2 separate regions of the Mus musculus genome follow, and region 2 is linked to region 1. A link is a contact called in public HiChIP or PLAC-seq data. All regions are on one chromosome and are shown on one strand. Each heading gives the region's core, a stretch centred on a gene start, on an enhancer-like site or on the middle of the called end of the contact. The rest is flanking DNA. Distances are from core to core; before and after follow the strand shown. Region 1 overlaps Zcwpw1 (zinc finger, CW type with PWWP domain 1). Region 2 holds the start of Pilrb1 (paired immunoglobin-like type 2 receptor beta 1).

What was found. HiChIP or PLAC-seq counts read pairs in DNA pulled down with a chosen protein or histone mark.
Region 2: a BATF HiChIP or PLAC-seq map of CD8 T cells shows a contact between it and region 1, with 14 read pairs. The contact joins the promoter of Pilrb1 here to the enhancer-like site in region 1. A contact is called at or near these places in 1 of 15 datasets of contacts at CTCF or cohesin (CD8 T cells), 1 of 484 Hi-C or Micro-C datasets (bone marrow-derived macrophages), 2 of 115 datasets of contacts at active chromatin or transcription factors (CD8 T cells and bone marrow-derived macrophages) and 3 of 9 other capture datasets (adipose tissue, liver and pancreatic islet).

What each region holds. Positions count from the first base shown.
Region 1 is chr5:137,816,356-137,818,976 of GRCm38.p6, reverse strand. It overlaps Zcwpw1 (zinc finger, CW type with PWWP domain 1), which reads right to left. Exons shown (of 17, transcript NM_001005426.2): 12 at 2,001-2,084; 13 at 1,453-1,519; 14 at 1,085-1,179; 15 at 1-13. Among named protein-coding and RNA genes, the nearest start is that of Pilra, 19 kb to the left of the region's middle. Within about 2 kb of position 1,331, at least 22 of the 459 cell types and tissues checked have an H3K27ac peak or open chromatin away from gene starts, as enhancers often do. A contact at or near this core is called in CD8 T cells and bone marrow-derived macrophages, where this site is marked.
Region 2 is chr5:137,856,744-137,859,364 of GRCm38.p6, reverse strand. Pilrb1 (paired immunoglobin-like type 2 receptor beta 1) reads left to right here and starts at 1,316. Exons shown (of 5, transcript NM_133209.2): 1 at 1,316-1,505; 2 at 1,823-2,209. The coding sequence starts at 1,421. It overlaps Gm36551 (a long non-coding RNA gene), which reads right to left. Exons shown (of 4, transcript XR_001784998.2): 1 at 2,219-2,621; 2 at 1,871-1,967.

The sequences.
Region 1 (2,621 bases), core at 82-2,581:
GCAAAGTTGGATCCTTCAATAGAGAAAGAACAGAAAAAAGCAAATTGAATTACAAAACTCTTTCTAGAAACCAGGAGGCACTTTAGTCATGTGATCCCCATGCAAACATGAGGCCCTGAGTTCACTCTCCAGAACCTACATGAAAGGCTGGGTGTGATGGAGCACACTTGTGATCCAGCGCTGGAGGTGTGGAAACAGGTACATTCTTGGGGCTTGTTAACCAGCCTATCTGAGTGGTCAAGCTACAAACCTACCTCAAAAAAAAACAAAAAAAAAAAAAAAAAACATGGGGGTGGCACCTGAAGAATACCTGAGAACAACCTTTGACCTCATGTGCATTTGCACACATATGCATGCACACCTGCACAGGAGTGCACTAGCACACATATTCTCTTTTTAGAAGGGGTGCTAGAGAATAATGGGTGGGCCTCAGAAAGTTAAACTAGGTTTGACTGCAACCTGGTTCAGCAGCAGAGAAAAAAAATATGTGGTCACCCTACCATCCTACTTAGTACCAGTCAATGCAAGGATTGAATGCTTAAAAAGAAGCTAAGGCAGGGGGAGGTAACTTAGAGACTATGAGATGGCGCAGCGGCTCCAAGCCTGACAACCCGAGTTCACCTGGAGGGACAACATGGTGGAAAGAGAACCAACTCCCTCAGCTTGCTCTCTGGCCTGTGTTCCCATGCCCAAGTAAGTAAATGGGGTAATAATTTTTTCACAAAAAAGAAAAAGGTAAACTAAACAAGAACATGAAAATTATTGTTTCAAGGTGATGCCAAGAAAATGGGTGACATCTGAAGTTTCCACACCAGAGAAAGGAGTGGAAAAAGCAACTGAGGGTTTCCTGGAATTATATAAAGACCAAGGGAAACACAGCACAAACTGAAACTGCAATCAAGGAAATTCCTATAGAGCTTAGAAAGTCCCACAGGGAGGATGGAAAGCCTTCTTTCCTGGAGATCTTGAGAGTGAGCCAGCCAGCCAGGGCCCCAAGGCTCGATGGTTCACAGGGACCATGAATCTATGCCAACCACACCCCTACAGGAATTCTGAAGTCACAAGAACTCTCTCTACGATTTACTTTCTTCTCTTCTTCCTCCTCCTTCTCCTCCTCTAAGTCCTTCTCTTCCTTCTCCAGACAAGACTCAGGGTTGTTGGACTCACAGAGAGTCAAATCTAGAAAAGGGAAAAGAAGGAAGACTGGGTGTCCAAGATACATTATTGAATTGAGCTGATCTCAGGAAATCCATTTTCATATCCTGTCTTCTAAGTCCTGGGGAGAGTCCCACGTCACCATGGTCCTACAGATCATGACTCACACACACCCTGTCTTATCATCCCCTCCCCCATCTCTCTGGGTCACTGTCACAAGAGAATCTGGACAGGGGCAGAGAGTGCAGGCTTGGATCCTGGGGCAGGGGCCTCTCTACCCTCCATCCCTCTTCCTACCTTCCCCTTCCTCACTGATGTCAGCTCCATTGTATCGACTCCAGAAACCAAACAAGTTAACCCGCTCCTAGGGAATCAAGAGACAACAGTGTCACCTACTCCCTGTCAGGCACAGCTTTGCCCTGTCTTCTAGATTCTAGTTATGACAAAGGCTGCATTCATTTTCCAAACCATTATCATTTGAAATATCACATAAGCTTTATCTGAACCTTTAAAGGAGATTAATTATAATCTCTTTTCTAGTTGATTCATGATGGAACAAATGACTAGGAAAGAGAAACTCACATGTCACTCTCTACCCCACCCTGCTCCTTCCAGAGGAATTTGAGGGTAAAAACTATGTTTGGGCTGAGAGAAGACACCAAGTGTCCAAGGGCAGGGAAAGGAGTGGATGCCTTAGGCATCAGGGAGACCAGGCCAGGAAGGAAAGGGTGAGATCTAAGCTGCAATAGGGAAGGCAGGCCTCCAGCTCCCTGCAGTGAGTCTGCAGGTGTGGGCTGCCTTTGGACTGAATGGGGCCGGCAGGTGTGAGCTGAGCATTGTCCCACCTGAATACTGGTCTGTTCTGCCCTGTGAGCCATCGCTATGGCTGCCTCCAGCTTCTGATTAGAGTTCTTGTTCTTGCATTTTTTCTAAAACAGAAGGTTAGGCTTGATGATAAATATGCCTTTAAAAATAGTCAATACAGAAACCTTCAAATGACTAATAATTTTTTTCATTAGTCAATATGGAGCTAGAGAGCTGGCTCAGCAGTTAAGGACCACTCTTCCAGAGGACCCAAGCTAGGTTCTCAGCATCCACACCAAACAGCTCATTACCACAGGAGTTCCAGCTTCAGGGAGCTGAAGTTCTGAGTCTCTGTAGGTTCCTGCATACATGTGCTCATACCCACAATTAAAAATAAAATAAATCTTTTTTAAAGAAAAAATAATCAATAATAATATTAGACACATGATCCCAACATATCACTACCCCCCCCCAGACATTTTTGGTTTTTGAGGCAGAATCACACTGAGCTACAGCTCAGTCTGGCCTAGCACTCACTTACAGCCTATTGGCCTCAAACTCAAAGCATCCTCCTGCCTCAGCTTCCTGAGTGCTAAATTATAGATGTATATCATCACACCTGACTTAGACATTATATTAGCTACAGGTGTTTCAGATCCTGG
Region 2 (2,621 bases), core at 67-2,566, 40 kb before region 1:
ACCTGACTGTTTGTGTCTGGATCAGAACAAGGGATCTGAGGACCATGGGGACTGTGAAGGGAGTCAGAGAGCAGACATGAGAGAGGGCAGGCTGCAAAGCCAGCTGCAGGGAAGCAGGAACAAGGCGATCAATGCCAGGGAACCTAAGGAAATGGGAAGAGGCCTCTGCACATGTCACTCAGGGAGATTGATGCCACTTCCTCTGACACCATGTGTGTTTGTGCCCTTCAGGGAGCTCATGGCATCATGTCTTGGGGAAGGGCAGGATGAACCTCTTTAGAATCTGCCCTGAGGTCACCACAGCCTCTGCCCCAACCTTTCATATCTCTACCCAAGTCACAGGCCAGCTGTGTCCACTGTCAGCCATGTCCCAGGCCTTACATCATGAATGACACATGGCTGCTCAGAGCTGTGTTTGCCCACTTAGTCCAAAGAAGTTTCTAGTGTGGCCATAAATAGAGGGAGTCACTCAAGAGCTTTGTGGAAGGAGCCTCCTCAGAGGCTGTACTGAGCAGGCAGACTGAAGTCTCTGTGTGAAATGGAAGACTCCAAGAACTCAATGTGACTAAAGTCCAGTCAATGAGCCATGTGGCTGTCATGTGACAAGTGCCTTGACTTCTCTGATCCTTGTTATCCTCTCCTGAGTAAGTGTTATGGTAGGAGGAGGAGAGGCAGAAATGCTCCTTTAGAAACTGGAGTAGCTTTAGAGTCACTGTCCAAGAAACCCAGGGAAGTTGGAGGCTCTGCCACAGAGATCAGGGCAAGCCTTGATTCTGCCTGTGCACTGGGAAGGCTCCCTGAAAGGCAAGAAAGAGCAAGTTGCGATGTGGACAGAGAGGGGGAAGGAAGAGCAGGGTAGGGAGGTTACTGTGCTAGGGCCTGGGACTTACTGTGTTTCCTAATTACACCTTCCTCATTGTGTCTGAGGTGATTTAGAAACTGACAACTTCATTAGGTGAGATAATTAGAGAGAAATGTGACAACCAGCATGGTGGGAGACATAATGAGAAAGAGATTGAGTAGGGGGAAGGAAAGAATAGAAGAAAAATAGAGGAAGGGAAACAGAGATTACAAGCCACTTAGGAAATGGAAAACAGTAGATAAGATAGAAGATGAAGGTGGAAGAGAGGAGAACCCTGCCTCCTGAGGACAAGGCCTTGTCTCCAAGCCAACAATGGGGGCTGGGCCAAAGTCCAGTTATGTTGTCAGTGACCACAGGGCGGATCTTCTGCAACATGGGAAAAGAAGAAGCCAGATCAATAAAGGAAGTTGCTGGCCACAAGGAGGTGGAGATGGAGAGGTCCTGCCCCAACTCAGTCCTCCACATGTGAATGCCTGGGGATCTGTTTCACTTTACCCTGGTTCTCTCTGGACTCCTGAGCACCCCAGTGTCCCTAGACAGAGCATCCTTGCCTTCCTGATGGCTTTGCTGATCTCGCTTCCTGGAGGGACTCCAGCCATGGCTCAGGTCCTGCTTCTGCTCTCATCAGGCTGTCTGCATGCTGGTGAGTGGTAGTGACCTCACTAGCAGGGACTTAACCTCAGGAGGGGACAGTGGGGCTGGGAAGAGTAGGGAGTCATGTGTACAGGTGTCTGCTAGAGGAGCCAGCCAGGACCCTCTGCCCCAAGAGTCTGTTAACATTGCAGAGGGAGCCCAACCCAACCCTTCACTCTCTTTCCTGTCCCACTAGCGTTAGGGACAGTCCTGCCTTGTGTCTCAGCCCTGCCTGTGCAAGAAGTCTCAGAATGTTCTGTGTTGTCCTTTCTATGTTTCCTGTCACTGTCCCCTGCAGTGGCTTCAGAGTCTCCCCATCCTTCCCAGGAAATTCAGAAAGATACAACAGAAAAAATGGCTTTGGGGTCAACCAACCTGAACGCTGCTCTGGAGTCCAGGGTGGCTCCATCGACATCCCCTTCTCCTTCTATTTCCCCTGGAAGTTGGCCAAGGATCCACAGATGAGCATAGCCTGGAAATGGAAGGATTTCCATGGGGAAGTCATCTACAACTCCTCCCTGCCTTTCATACATGAGCACTTCAAGGGCCGGCTCATCCTGAACTGGACACAGGGTCAGACATCTGGAGTCCTCAGAATCCTGAACTTGAAGGAGTCTGACCAAGCCCAGTACTTTAGTCGAGTTAATCTGCAGTCGACAGAAGGCATGAAGTTGTGGCAGTCAATTCCTGGAACCCAACTCAACGTGACCCAAGGTGAGTCACCTTGGCTCGGGCTTTGATGTCTGTGGCTTCCTTGTCCTGTGCCTGTCACCTCAGGCTTCACAACTCTGAGCTTCCTTTCATATTCATTTCCCTTGGCACTGCCCATACCTCTGCCAACAGCACTTCCCTTGTGGTTGTGACTAGCCTTCTCTGCTACCTCTGCTATGGTCTTGTCATTCTCTGCAGACACAGAACCACACCTGACTCTAAGCTTTAGCATCTGTCCTTCCCTCCTGCTCACTCCCTTATTGTTCGAAATCTGACTACTCTCCTGCCAGCTTTCACACATGACTTCAAGCTGAATAAACTTCTCCAGAATGTAGCTGACTCTCTTGGCCCTACATAAGGACTCCAATTGATCCCTCTATGCAGCATCTCCACACAGCTCCAACCTCAGCTCAGA